2 separate regions of the Triticum aestivum genome follow, and region 2 is linked to region 1. The links are chromatin contacts, called in public HiCAR-type maps. All regions are on one chromosome and are shown on one strand. The core of a region is the stretch at or near the end of the contact, and the rest is flanking DNA. Distances in the headings are between cores, read along the strand shown.

Region 1 (6,485 bases), core at 1,679-4,178:
CACCACTCAGCTATTGGGATGTCCCCATTCAAAGCCTTGTTTGGTTATGAACCACGCCAGTGGGGCGTCACGGCCTCGGAGAACTGTTTAGTGCAATCGTTGCAGTCTTGGTTAGAAGAAAGAATTGTCATTCAGAACATCCTCCAGCAGCATTTGAATAGGGCACGCCAATGCATGAAGACGCAGGCTGACAAGAAGCGCTCGTGGAGGCAATTCGAGGTGGGGGACGAAGTTTACCTCAAGCTGCAACCGTACATCCAAGCTTCAGTCGCACCACGGGCGAATCACAAACTCTCCTTCAAGTTCTTTGGGCCTTTCTCCATCATCGCCAAGGTAAATGACGTTGCTTACAAGCTGCAGCTACCTCCTGAAGCCATGGTGCATCCGGTCTTCCACGTCTCTTTGCTGCATCGAGCTCTTCGCCCAGGCATGGAGGCGTCGACACATCTGCCGGCGGAACAGGACACGAAGGCTGTACCCGTGGCGATCATTCAAACACGTTGGCGCAAGACGGCGGGCGCAATGATCGAGCAAGTCCAGGTGCAGTGGTCACCTGAATCCTCGCTGGGCACCACCTGGGAGGACAAGGTCGCACTCTTCGACAAGTTTCCTCAGGCGGAGGCTTGGGGTCAAGCCTCAACACAAGAAGGGGGGGATGTCGGCGCCCCTTCTCCTGACATACCGGCCCCACGGACCATCAGCGACGGACCAGGTCAGGGCCGGCCTCGCCAACAGCCCAAGGCCAACGCAAGAGTGGTTGGGCCAGAGTGGGTCCAATAGGCCCAGCCAGGCTACTACTTATCCTCAACCGCATCACCAGGGAGAGGTATCCAGAGGATCAAGGCGAACCCGGCGGCTACCTACTTTTCCTGCTTTTGAACCCTAGTTCTTCCTTCGCCATTCGTGTACTGGATCAAGCTTGTATCCCAGATAATCGCCACTGCTTAGTAGATCCACAAGTAGTCCCTATCAGTCTTCCTCACGTTTGAAAATACAAGGCCGGGGCAGCTTGAGCCTGATTGTCAATCTTCGAACATGGCAAAGCTGCAACCGGGCATACGGGAGGGGCCTGGACTCCGCATGTGATCCACCTTACTTAAGCTCATCCCGGCCATGATGTGCCACGACTTTCACCGAATAATCGATCGCCGCCTCTAGAAAATGTCCCATGCTGCACCGTTGTGGTGGCACCTTCAGCTGTCTACTTCTTCGTATCATTTTCGGTGGAAACAGCTCCGGTCTCCGCATCTTCCATCGACATTCCCCTTGCACCTGCCGCCCGGTGCGTGCCTGGTCGCTGAACTGCCACTTTGCCCCGGCCGGTCCGCTCACGCTGCGTTCATATCCTTCACCATGCCGACGGCCGGCCAATGATCGATTCTAGAGAGAGACAGCCAACTAGTGCTACTTCCTGATCGAGATGTTTTGGTGGCCAAGATTGAATTCGGAAGTTCGGACAAAGCTACCAGTAGCGTCTAGCGGCGCACACACGACGAGAGTGGCCGACACGGCAAGCAACTGCACATTTCATTGCTGGTCAGTCGGTCTTTACCCAACTGCTAGTACTACTAGCTAGTCTGGTGTAGTACATGGAAGAATTAGTTGTACTCTCTGTATACCATATCAATCTCGTTGAATTGTGTTATTACGTACGCCAAACAAATTAATCAATGAAAGAAGCGATCTACTGAGATGCATTACGTACTATATGGAAAATATAGAGAGATATGTACTACACCAATCGATGGCCAGCTCGATCGACCTCTACACTCCACTGGCTGGCTGGCAAGCAGGAGGTACTACGTGTGTACTCCCTCCGTCCGGAAATACTTGTTCTAGAAATGGATGTATCTAGACTTATTTTAGTTATAGATACATTCATTTTCTTTATTTTCAGGACAAGTATTTCCGGACGGAGGGAGTACGTATCACCAGCCAGCCGAGCATAAGCAATCCAAAAGAATACACACCGACGGGATTCACTCATCAACTGGCCGTTGATGATTGAAAAATTCTTTGATGATTTGGTTATGCCGGGATCATCAGCCTCGGCTTCTTGAACGCCAGCGGGATGAGCACCTCCTCCTCGTAGTCGTCGGCCGGCGCCGGCATGCACCGCTCGCGCTCGGTGACGATGTCCGGCAGCGCCGGCAGGTTCAGGTCGAACCCTCGGCTCGCGACCGCGGAGGCGCCGACGGGGCCCTCGTAGTGGCACCGCTTGTGCCCGCCCAGCGCCTGCCCGGTCGGGAAAGTCTTCTTGCAGACGGAGCACTCGTGCACCCTGCCACCTCCGCCCGCGCCGCTGGACGTGGTTGACGAGGACGCGGCGGGCGAGGCCGCCGCCGTGGCAGCGGGCTCGTCCGCGCCGGCGGGGGCCGGCTTCGGGCGGTGGCTCGCCTTGTGCCCGCCGAGGGCCTGGTAGGACGGGAACCCCTTGCCGCACACGGAGCAGCGGTGCTCCTGCGCCGGCGAGGACGACGGGAGCAGGTGCCGGTCGCGGTGGCCGCGCGCCAGCATGAGGAGGCTGAGCGCGAGGTGCTCCTCCTCGCTGGGCGCGCGCTGCCGCTGGCGCCTCGGGCGCCTCCGCTTGCCCCACCCCTCGTCGCACCGCAGCTGCCCCTCCTCTTCCTCCTCGCTCACCATCGCCGCCGCGTCGCGAACCGCGTCCACCGCCATGCACGCACGTACGCCGATCCAACACACGCAAGAACGTGCCTTGCTGATTCTCTCTGGCACGAAGGAAGAGTGGTGGGCAGTAGTTAAGTTAGCTACTGGAAGTGTGTGATGGAGCAGTGGTGAGTGGGTGGAGAGGGCGGGGCAACCGGTGGTGGTTTTATACAAGGGAGGGAGAGAGGTGAGCGAGTAGTGGTAGGGAAGTCGTTGGTGGTGATGCAGTGGTTTGTTGGTGTGTGTATGCATCAGTGTGTGTGTGTGTGTGTGTATTAGAGAGAGACCGAGTGAGGAAGTGGTGGTTGGTTCTTTGGGACTAAGCAATGGGAGGGAGGAAGAGTTAGTTGGAAGAGCATTTGGTCAACTAGAAAGCAGGGACGAGGAGGCTTCCAAGTGGTGCGAAAAGAATAGGGGGAGATGAGGGAGATGACTTTGATTATGACGATGATTCGGCTGTTTTGGGGTCTAGAACTTGATAAGATTCACGGTCAGACGTCAGTGAAGAAGAGTAAGTGAGAGAGGACTTGTTCTCTGCCCAGTCGTGGAAAGGACAACTTGATAAGATTTCACGGTCAGTGAAGAGGAAGAGACTGTTTACAGTGGGGAGTAACATAAAGTAGTAACTTGCCGATGTTATTAATCTATGCTATTATTTTCATAGTGGGTAGTAACATATGAGTGGTATCATGAAAGAGTTTATTTATTAGGCTATAGACTCATTATGCCTTGAAATGTGTGATGTTACAGTAACTAGCTAAGTTACCACAAACTCCTCTCTCCTCATTAATTAGCTGCCACATAAGCAATCTTTTATTGAAATGTGTGATGTTACTAGTGAAATTACTCCCATTCTGACTAGTCATAAAGATGGAATTCTTGGGAAAATGGAACTTGGATCAATTATAAACTAGTTACGGTAGTAATGGAAGCGGGGTGGTGTGCCAAATGGATGGTTGATCACGCTGTGATGTCACGGGGTGAGAGAGGGAAGCATCTGGTGCGTTGGCCTCCGCTTTAAACAAATATCGCGCTGCGCGTTCGATCACGATCACTCTGAAATGGACTGCTTAATTACGCTTCTCTGAGATGAGAATCCTCCGCAGACCAATCTCAGCAGCGCTAGATAGATCCAATAACCTTTTTTCAGTTCACCTGTAGTTCTAGCTACGCTGTCAAGCTACCTCACCGCCGTGAGTGATCGACGGCCACTTGGGGAGTGACAAGCTAAAGGTAGCGAGTGGAGTACGTCGCCGTGTGCTGGTTCGTGGTCGACGGCCTTGTGTTGTGCGTGCGTGAGCGGAGCTGCCGCGTGGTAGGGAGAGCTCGGGCCGGATATCACTTGGGAGGCGGTGGGCACTCACATGGCGACCGTGTCCGGCTCGACGCTTCTCCATCTGGGGGCTGCAGAGGAAAGGCTTTCTGGAAAGAGCAGATGAGCAGAGCAGCTCACACTTCTCCTGAACGCCGCAGCGAGCTGGTACTGGCTGGCGACACGTGTACTGTCACCTCAACGTTTCGCCAGAAATTGATTAAAAAAAGAAGAAGAAAAACACGGCAATGAGCTGTGGCTGTTCAAACCGGGTCTCCCAATATGAATTCGACTCGTATAGTCTGTCGTCAGGCTAGTCGTATATCCATCGCGGAAATCGTTAGGTCAGTAGGTGATACTACGCCACAAATATCCGTGCGACCGATCGAGTTGGTGTGCAGTACGCGTGATCGATCGGTAGAGCTGTAGAATAAGGTACGCATATACACCACAAATATGTACGTACATCGACTGTGGAATTAATGGCGAACATACAAATCGAACCAGACAGGCACATATGCTAACAAGAACAAAGGTGTCCGCCTCTTTTCCGTTACGGAAAGTTAGGCGTACGCGTACTCTTAAAGAAGGCTGTATATGCTCTTTCCATGTGAAGCAAAATTCGATTAAACTGTGGCCAAACAAACACGGCAGAGACATGCATGCGTGCCGGCCTGTGCTGTGCGTGCAGAATTTGCTCGATGCAGAACGTTGCTTGCTAATGCTTGCTTTGTAACGGGAGGTTGCCTCCGGGCACATGGATGATGGATTCGTGCATAGCTGGAATCAGCGGACTGACCGGGGTTAGCGCACATGCGTGTACTATGTTTTTATACGCGAGATCCATAAGCGAGGGATGGGTAGATGCTTTGTGATTTGTGAATGTCACGTGTCATTCATCAGGGCGGGTCTCACCTGCTAACCGTGAGACCTGGTTTTATATTTTTTTTCCGTGCGACGGTGGCGGTGGGCATATGCACCGGCCCGCGAGCTTTTTTGCATACATGCTACAGTTGGCACCAACGTGTACGTGAATGGCGGGAAATTCAATATGCCAATATAGCAAGAAGATACGACGAGGAATAAATGTTTCTAAGACTGAACAGTGCAATCTAGAGTTTTCTTTTAGAAACTACTTATAATAATGTAATCTCGCAGCGAGTATTTATCGCATTAAGCGATCGCTGCGGGATGTCTCGCTAAAGGTCAGGAATCGATCCCTGGTCTAAGGGGAGTTCACGCGCGTTGCTATCCACTCCGTCCAAGCCGCAACCTTGGTAAGTGGAAGGTGCGGGCCCTACTTGAGGCCATTTGAGCCGGATTTTTTCATTGTTTTCTTTTATTCCTTTTATTTTTTATTCTCCATTTTTCATCCCTTTTTGCATTTTGTTTTCGGGTTTATTTTTCCATTTTTTGGTTTTTTTGGTTTTCTTTGTTCTTTCGGATTTTTTTATTCTCCAATTTTTTGATTTTCTTTTTTCCTTCTCCTTTTTTCAAATAGTATTCAAAAACATTGAAATAATTTTTCAACATTTTTTTATACATGTTTAACATTTTTTTTCAAATACTTGTTCAACATTTTGGTAATACTTGTTCAAATTTTTTTAAATACTTGCTCAAGATTTTTTCAAATACTTCTTCAACATTTTTGAAATACCTGTCAAAAAAATTGAAATGTTTCCTAAGAGTACTTTTCGTTATATATATATATATATATATATATATATATATATATATATATATATATATATATATATATATATATATAGGGTCGCGCTATTCGTCACCCTGGGTGAGGAATAGTTATTCTTCACCCCCCCTCTATTTTACCATCAATGCATCATAATTTTACGTTTCGTAAGTTTTGTCTTATTTCCGACGCAAAAAGAGACCGTAAGAAAATATATAATCGCTGTAAAAAATATTTTATGTTATGTAAAATTACAAACATAAAAACATAGTCTAAAATACACATAAACTGCAAATTTTCTTGTCTTATGACCTATATTTTTATTTTCTTATGTCAAATTTTACGTAGTGAATCAATAGGAATGTAACTATTTGAATTCCAAACGTAATTTAATTATGAAATGATCGTAAGATTACCTCGGGTGAAGAATAACTTATTCTGCCCCTGGGTGATAAATAGTAACACTATATATATATATATATATATATATATATATATATATATATATATATATATATATATATATATATATATATAATAGTCTAAAGTATAAATAAAAGAAAAAACAGAAAGCAAAAAATGAAAAGAAAAAGTGAGAAAAGAACAAAATAGAAACAGGTTGGAGTTTCTTGCGCCCGTGTAATCTAGTGTTCATTCATATATAGAGTGGGTCTGATGGGCCAAGTTGGGCCTTGAATAGCATAATGGCTTTAGATTCCTTATTATTGCATAGTATAGGTGTACCTTTTAAACATCTGGACAAAAAAAGTGGACCTTTTGACGAACTTGGCATCTCTCATTAAAAAAATCCCCTAA
Region 2 (6,794 bases), core at 4,030-6,529, 220 kb before region 1:
ACTATTTTCAAGAAAGTAAAGATCAAGCAATTAAATTAGTTAATTAGTTACACTGATAGAAGGAAAGTTTTTCTTGAGAGGTTAAACAAGTCCAAAAACATATTTAAAAAGGAATTTTCTCTTTGGGAAAAACTCATCAAAACAGGGAAAGAAAATAAAATGGAGCTCAGAAATCCAAAGTTTTAATTCCTGACAAAATTTTAATCCATTAAAACAAGGCCAAAATTTTGGGGTGTCACACATACCCGCTCCCGGTCCTATCAGCAGCAGTCTTACCCTCACACTAAGCCCTTGTGGCATCTGTCGACTCGCAAGTCCCCCGTGAGAATACCACGACATGCCACGAATATTTTTGCATTCTTCTATGCTCATGTAAATACTCTCTACACACATTGGTATTCTGCTATCTCTTTGGAAATGTTTTCTGTACTTTGTATTGTCTACCGTTGCTTCTGGATCATGATTCTCCCATGCACGAACTAATCTTCAGTGGCTAGCTCTTTGCTACAAGTCAGTTTATCCCCGCGACCGTGAGCAGCTTGAGAGGCCGATGTCATTAGTTGTGTAATAGAACAACGACATGGCGGGCACGAGAGGACAGTTCCATATTTTGGCTGTGGCATGTACAGTTCCACCATACCTTTAATCTATGTAAACTCCTAACTCAGCCCACAAATAAGAAAGTGAGCAATCAGAAACTAAATAGGCTAGAATAAGGAGAGGGGCGTTTTGGAGCTCGAGCTCAGCTGCACCCATAATCTGAGTCGTCGATATCTGCCTTGGGATGTGAACAAAACCTGCTGTGCTGTCAGATACGAGCGTCGCATAAATAGGGAATCTCGGAAATACAGTAGGGAACAGTGTGCAATACGTGGGGTCGGGGCGACGCAGACGGACGGACGGCGCGACTGCTCGGTCTGGGCCGTGGATCAGCACGTTGGGTTTCCATCTAGCCCGTGGTCCAGGAAGGTACCTTTTCTAGCCTGGGCCTTGGTTCAGATAATGGGTCCTGGACGGTGGGCGGATTCTGCGCCGTCGTGCCGGTCCAAGGGTAACGACCCGTGCGCACGGGCAACAACAAAAAAAAGATTTGTCCATCCCCTTCCCCAGCTCGTTCTGGAAGAGCCGTGACCGGCGGCGTAACCTAGAGTGCGAGCGACTTGAATGCGCTACTGCTGCCGGGCGGTGCCGGGCGGAGTTCCTGGTCGGCGGTCGGTGCGTTTGCAAGGCAGGATACCGAACTATGGAGGCGGAGGGAATGGAGTTCCTGCTCGACGCGGTGGATAGGTAATTTCCGGGCAGATCTCTGCATTTTTGGTTATCCTTTTAATTTTTCTCGGCCTGCACTGCATACGAATCTGACCTCTATTGCCGGCTAATCGACTTTCCTCGCGCAGATTTCCCGCAAGGGAAGAATTTGCGGACAGCCTTGAGCACCCAGATCTAGTGCCGCTCCTGTATCTGCTGCAGAATGGGGAAGCAACTGAAGATCGTGTTGAGGCCAATGGGGAATCTGGGCTAGCTCGGGTGGACGATGAGGGCGTAGGTGCAGACCGACCACATGGTGAACGTCGTCCCCGTGCTGAATCTCTGACGAGGTCTGCCCAGTCAACTGATAGGGTGAATCCGCAAGCCCCCGGGTGGACAAAAAGGTAAGAGCACGTGATCTCCTCCCTTGGTCTTTGTCATTGAACAGATGAGTTCTCATGAGCATCACATGTATGTGCGAAACGTATAGACTGAGATAGAAAACAACCAAATAGGTTCTGAATGATGTCATGATCACTGTTGGTCGATTGAGCAATACCTCTTGAAAAATAACCTGAATTGAAGGAGCAGCTATTTTTGCAACTGGTTTGTAGAATGTAAAATACACCTGATGGCGTTGCAATATTGTTGGCAATGACAAAAAATAATTCAGATAGCCATGTTAGGAAAATGGAAGTTGACAACAGAGATGTCTTCCTATTATGGTGATAATATGAAATCAGTGAAAACCGCGTCAATTGGCATATCATTGAACCATACTTCTGTTTGTGTATATTCTTTTTTGCCGATGTGCGATATGGAAATGAAATAATAATGAGAATGGAGAACTAGGTAGATGAAGCGTCGCATCTCAGTTGAAAATTTGGATTGAGTGGATACTGTTAACGTTTACTTTTGGTCAAAATTCAGGCTACGCCTAGGAAGCGCGCCGCCCGACCGAGTCCCGTGCCCCTCAAGGATGAGTGCTCTAGAGATTTCTATACGCAAATATGCAGAGCAGCCTGACAAGAGTGTCGTTAGGCCTGAACTGGGGCTCAGTTTCGATTCGCTAGGCGAGGCATATGACTTCTACAACCTATATTCTTGGGAAGTCGGTTTCGGAATAAGATATGGAAAGAGCAGACTCAACGCCGAGCGAACTAAAACCATGTAGGAAATTGTTTGTGGTTGCTCGGTGAGTTCGTAATTTGATTCCAGCAAAGAAAATTTTAGATACTAGTGTGTGTGAGCAAGATTTCGTCTGGGACATGGTGCACTGCTGACTGTTGACATGTCTTCCTTTGTGGTGTGTAGGGGAAACCTGAATCCGAAAATAGTAGGTCCTGCAGATGTGAGTGCCCTGCTTTGATCAGGCTGCTGTGTGCATCGGACAACAGCTGGTACATAACAGAGCATCGAGCGAGTCACAACCATTCGATGTCTTTGACAATGGGAGAGAAGGTGCACTGGCCTTCTCATAAGCACATTTATGTATACACCAAGGATCTGATTAAGCAACTAAGGGAGAACAATGTTAACCTTGGTAAGGTTTACAGCATTATTGGGAGCTTCTTTGGGTCAGTCGAGAAGGTACCTTTCACAAAAAGGACGTTGAGAAACATTTGTGGGAAGATTAGCCATGAGCAAGCTGAGGACGATGTCCGAAAAACACTTCAAGCCTTTGCTGACATCCAGGCGAACGATCCAGGATTTACGTATGTAGTGTTGGAAGAGAAAGATAGCAAAATCAGAAACCTCATGTGGGCTAATGGCAGCAGCCGGATGCAATACAAATTCTTTGGTGATGTAGTTACATTCGACACGACTTACAGGACCAACCTGTACGACATGCCATTTGGGCTATTTGTCGGAGTTAACAACCATTACCAGAGCATCATACTGGCAGGGGTTTTGATGCGCGACGAACAAGAAGAGAGCTTCGAATGGGTGTTCGAAGAATTTGTACGGATGATGGGCGGGCCAGCGCCGAAGACAATACTCACAGGTATTGTGGGCGTGGTGCGAATCTTATTTGTCCTGATCCTTGTAACCTAGGACATTGTGTTGACAGAAAAAAATGACATTCACCAACTCATAATTGTGCAGTTGATATGTCTGATTCAAATCTTCTTATTTTGTTCACAGATCAATGCAGAGCCATGGAGGTTGTAATCAAGAAAACTTATCCTGATACAGTACATCGTTGGTGCAAATGGCATGTCCTAAAAAAGGCGAAGGAAACACTAGGACCACTATACACCAAGAAGAGTGACTTCCAGGCTGAATTTCACAAAGTTGTGAACCACATGCTAACTGAAGAAGAGTTTGAATCAGCCTGGCAAGCTCTCCTCGACAAGTACAATTTGAGGAATCATAACTATATGACCCAAATTTATGAAACCAGAAAGAAATGGGCGAAACCATATTTCCGGGGTGTTTTCTGTGCAAAAATGACAAGCACCCAAAGAAGCGAGAGCGCAATCCACATGCTGAAATCATACATGCCACCAGCCAGCCCAATGCATGTTTTCGTCCGACAATACATGAAACTGCAGTTTGATCGAGAACGGGACGAAAGCTATGAGGAGAAGAGGACTATGATTGTAAGTAGCTTCATGCCGTACACAATATGCTGATCTTGGGTCGTTGTGTCGTCTGGGGACTTAGTGGATGAGATTCTTATGTATACTGCTGTGTTTTCATTGCAGGGCGGTGCTGTCAGACGTACTAACCTTGCTATAGAGCGTCATGCCAGCAAGGTTTATACAAGGAGCATGTTTGAGGAATTTGGACGACTACTTATCGAAGCAACATCATACAATGTTACTAAGGTGGAAAAGAAGAGGAAGTACATCACCACTCACAACAATGCGGCGAAAAGAGAGAAGTGGAGCAGAGTTGAATATGAGGTTACCATTAATGAGGACGAATCAAAATTCACTTGCGAGTGCGGCCAGTTTGAGCACACAGGGATGCTGTGCAGCCATGCATTGCGGGTAAAAGAGCCAGAAAACACGTAGCGTTTAATATAAAAAATCCAGTAACTGAAAAAACCCTGACTAGCTAGTGGTTTTTTCTCGTGCAGGTTATGGAAATTCTGCATGTAGAAGAAATCCCTAAATGCCACGTCGTAAAACGGTGGACAAAGGATGCAAGAGACATAATACCAGGTCACCTAGTCCAGTACCAGAGAGACAATTCACAGAACATGTCATTCACTTGTAGGCATGCGACACTATACTTCAAAGCCATGGAAGTCGTGCGGATGGGTGACGCAAGTGCAGCGTGCTACGAGCATGTCAACGCTGCACTTGATTCGGTGATTCAGAGTGCAGCGCCTTTGCCAGAGAAACGTGATGGACTGGCTTTTGAGGATCGCGTGATTCCAATGACTGATGTCAGGATATCTGCCAATGGCGAGCAAGAAAATGCTGAACGAGAGGCCGACCATTGCGCAAGTGCCGGAAATTCATTCAGCACGAATGCCATGCAGTGCCTCACAGCTCCAGAGAAGCGTCGAGGTCCTGGCAGGCCTACGAACAACAGGGAGAAGGCGCCGTATGAAGGACTGAGTAAGAGAACAAGGTTCTGCAGCATATGTCGGTGCGAAGGGCACAAGAAAACGACATGCCCAGAGAGAGGGGATATGCCGAAAAAGCCACGGAAGCCTGGTAAATGCAAAAACTGCGGAATAGAAGGGCACCGACGAACGACGTGCACGAGACCACTAGGGTTTGCAAAGAATTGATATAGGTTTCTACGCTTATGTGTTTTTCGAGATGGCTTGTAAACTATGGTAGAGTGGGACGCACACGATTAGTGTTGAACCCTTGTATACCGCTCTGCTGAGGTTTTCTGTGCTTATCGTCCGGGAAACTTGTTTACTAATGTGCTAAAGTTAGAAAACTGAAATTGCTACTGGCTGTAACATTAATAATAAGTTGCTTAGTTGGTCGTCTGTGTCATACGGATACATTTTTGCTTACAGTGGATGGCGACATAAATGGTGGCCTGGATAGGCTTACGACTTGTTTGCCTCTCGACGGCAAAGTCGCAACGTTAGCCTGTGGTATCTATGGCCGTAGCAACCAATTCAAAATTCAAAAAAGGTACCGTATGCAGGGAAAGGGCGCCCTTGGAGCTGGCAGATGGCACGGTATAAATAGGAGGCCAAGGCTGAGGTGGTACACTTCAGACACACCACTTCCCACAGTGCAGTTCGAAAAATTTCAAATCGCCCGCCTGCATCCGATGGGAGGCTCAGTCGCTGAATCGAGGAGTAGTGGCACAACCAGAGGCGAGGGGCATAATGCGTTCCTCCACCTGATTACTCCTGTGAGTTCCTCAGATCTTTTTCTGAAAAATTGTTTTGTAATCTATGCATATGCTTCAGCCGCACATCAATTTCTGAAGGGAGCAAGAAACTACATGTTGCAGCCTTCATCTCCATCGCCGGCGGAGTCCGTATCTACCGCCTGGAGCACGAAACACCAGCCAGATGATTTGGAGCTCGGGAATGGAGAGGTCAGGATTTCAAACTGTACAAAACTGTCGCGTAAACAACTGAACCTTACATCAATCCATTCTTATACAGTTATGTCTCGGTTCTCTTTAGGGGGAGGTCGTCCAAGACGATGCGTTTTACGAGCAGCCTCTCGTTCATGGTTTGGATGCCATGGTGGGGCAAGAACCCTTGAAAGAAGGGTTTGGCGATTACGATCCAACTGCTGCTCCTGACTCTCCTCGAAGCACTGGTAGCTCTGCCGTCGACGACGAATCTAGAGTCGTTTGTGGAGGCCATGTTGTAGACACTGAAGATGAAGAAGACATCATCAGCATGCCGCCGAAACGCCATCGTATTTGAGAGTAGAAAACGTAGCTTGAGGACAAGTGCTACTTGATTAGTCTGGTAAAGAGATGACGGTGATTTAGTTCGTAGCAGGCGTTCCACTAGGTTCATCATTGAATGTAGAATGTAGTTTCCCGTTTCGTGTTCACTCATTATCCGTCAGTAATGTTGAACTCCACGGGTCATGTGCTGGGAGTACGGGGGATAGGGCATGGTATGGGGCCGATCTATATTTTTTGCCTGACTTATTTCTCCTTGTCGTGAAGCTGCGTGTGTTCTTGCCGGTCAATAAATATAATTGGAAAAGGGACCGAAACGGGCAGCGGGTAGAGAACCCATGATATAAAATTAGTTGGTCCGATTTGCCTCGTGGTGTGAGTGGGAGAGATATCTCGTGAAATGCAAAAAAACATAATAAATGCGTGGGTGGGTGGATGTTGGCAGCAAGAGGGAGGACCGCTGCTCCCGTTTATTCCTTCCCCTTGGCATTGACCGGACTGAAACAGTGAATGAACTGTTCCGACCGGGGAGCATTTCAGCTAGTACCGGTCTGGTTCGGGAAAAAAGGACATGTGTACATCTCCTGTGTCCGTCCACTATGGGCAGCTTGCGCAGGTGGGCAATTTTAGAAACCGGGTTCAGATGGACCACGTAGTAAACAACCTGAATAAATTTTAAAAAAGTGAGCATATACACT

Evidence for each region. HiCAR-type assays count read pairs that join an accessible place to other places.
Region 2: a HiCAR-type map of leaf shows a contact between it and region 1, with 4 times the contacts expected there. The contact joins the promoter of LOC123086840 here to the promoter of LOC123086835 in region 1. A contact is called at or near these places in 2 of 5 Hi-C or Micro-C datasets (leaf and root) and 1 of 1 datasets of contacts at active chromatin or transcription factors (leaf).

Annotation. Positions count from the first base shown.
Region 1 is chr4A:543,372,748-543,379,232 of IWGSC CS RefSeq v2.1, reverse strand. LOC123086835 (zinc finger protein 1-like) reads right to left here and starts at 2,928. Exons shown (of 1, transcript XM_044508655.1): 1 at 1,672-2,928. The coding sequence starts at 2,919. The coding sequence ends at 2,029.
Region 2 is chr4A:543,596,797-543,603,590 of IWGSC CS RefSeq v2.1, reverse strand. LOC123086840 reads left to right here and starts at 5,279. Exons shown (of 3, transcript XM_044508658.1): 1 at 5,279-5,583; 2 at 5,686-5,772; 3 at 5,864-6,383. The coding sequence starts at 5,365. The coding sequence ends at 6,112. It overlaps LOC123086839 (protein FAR1-RELATED SEQUENCE 5), which reads left to right and starts at 1,033. Exons shown (of 6, transcript XM_044508657.1): 1 at 1,033-1,287; 2 at 1,398-1,652; 3 at 2,563-3,253; 4 at 3,394-3,851; 5 at 3,957-4,244; 6 at 4,334-5,215. The coding sequence starts at 2,686. The coding sequence ends at 4,996.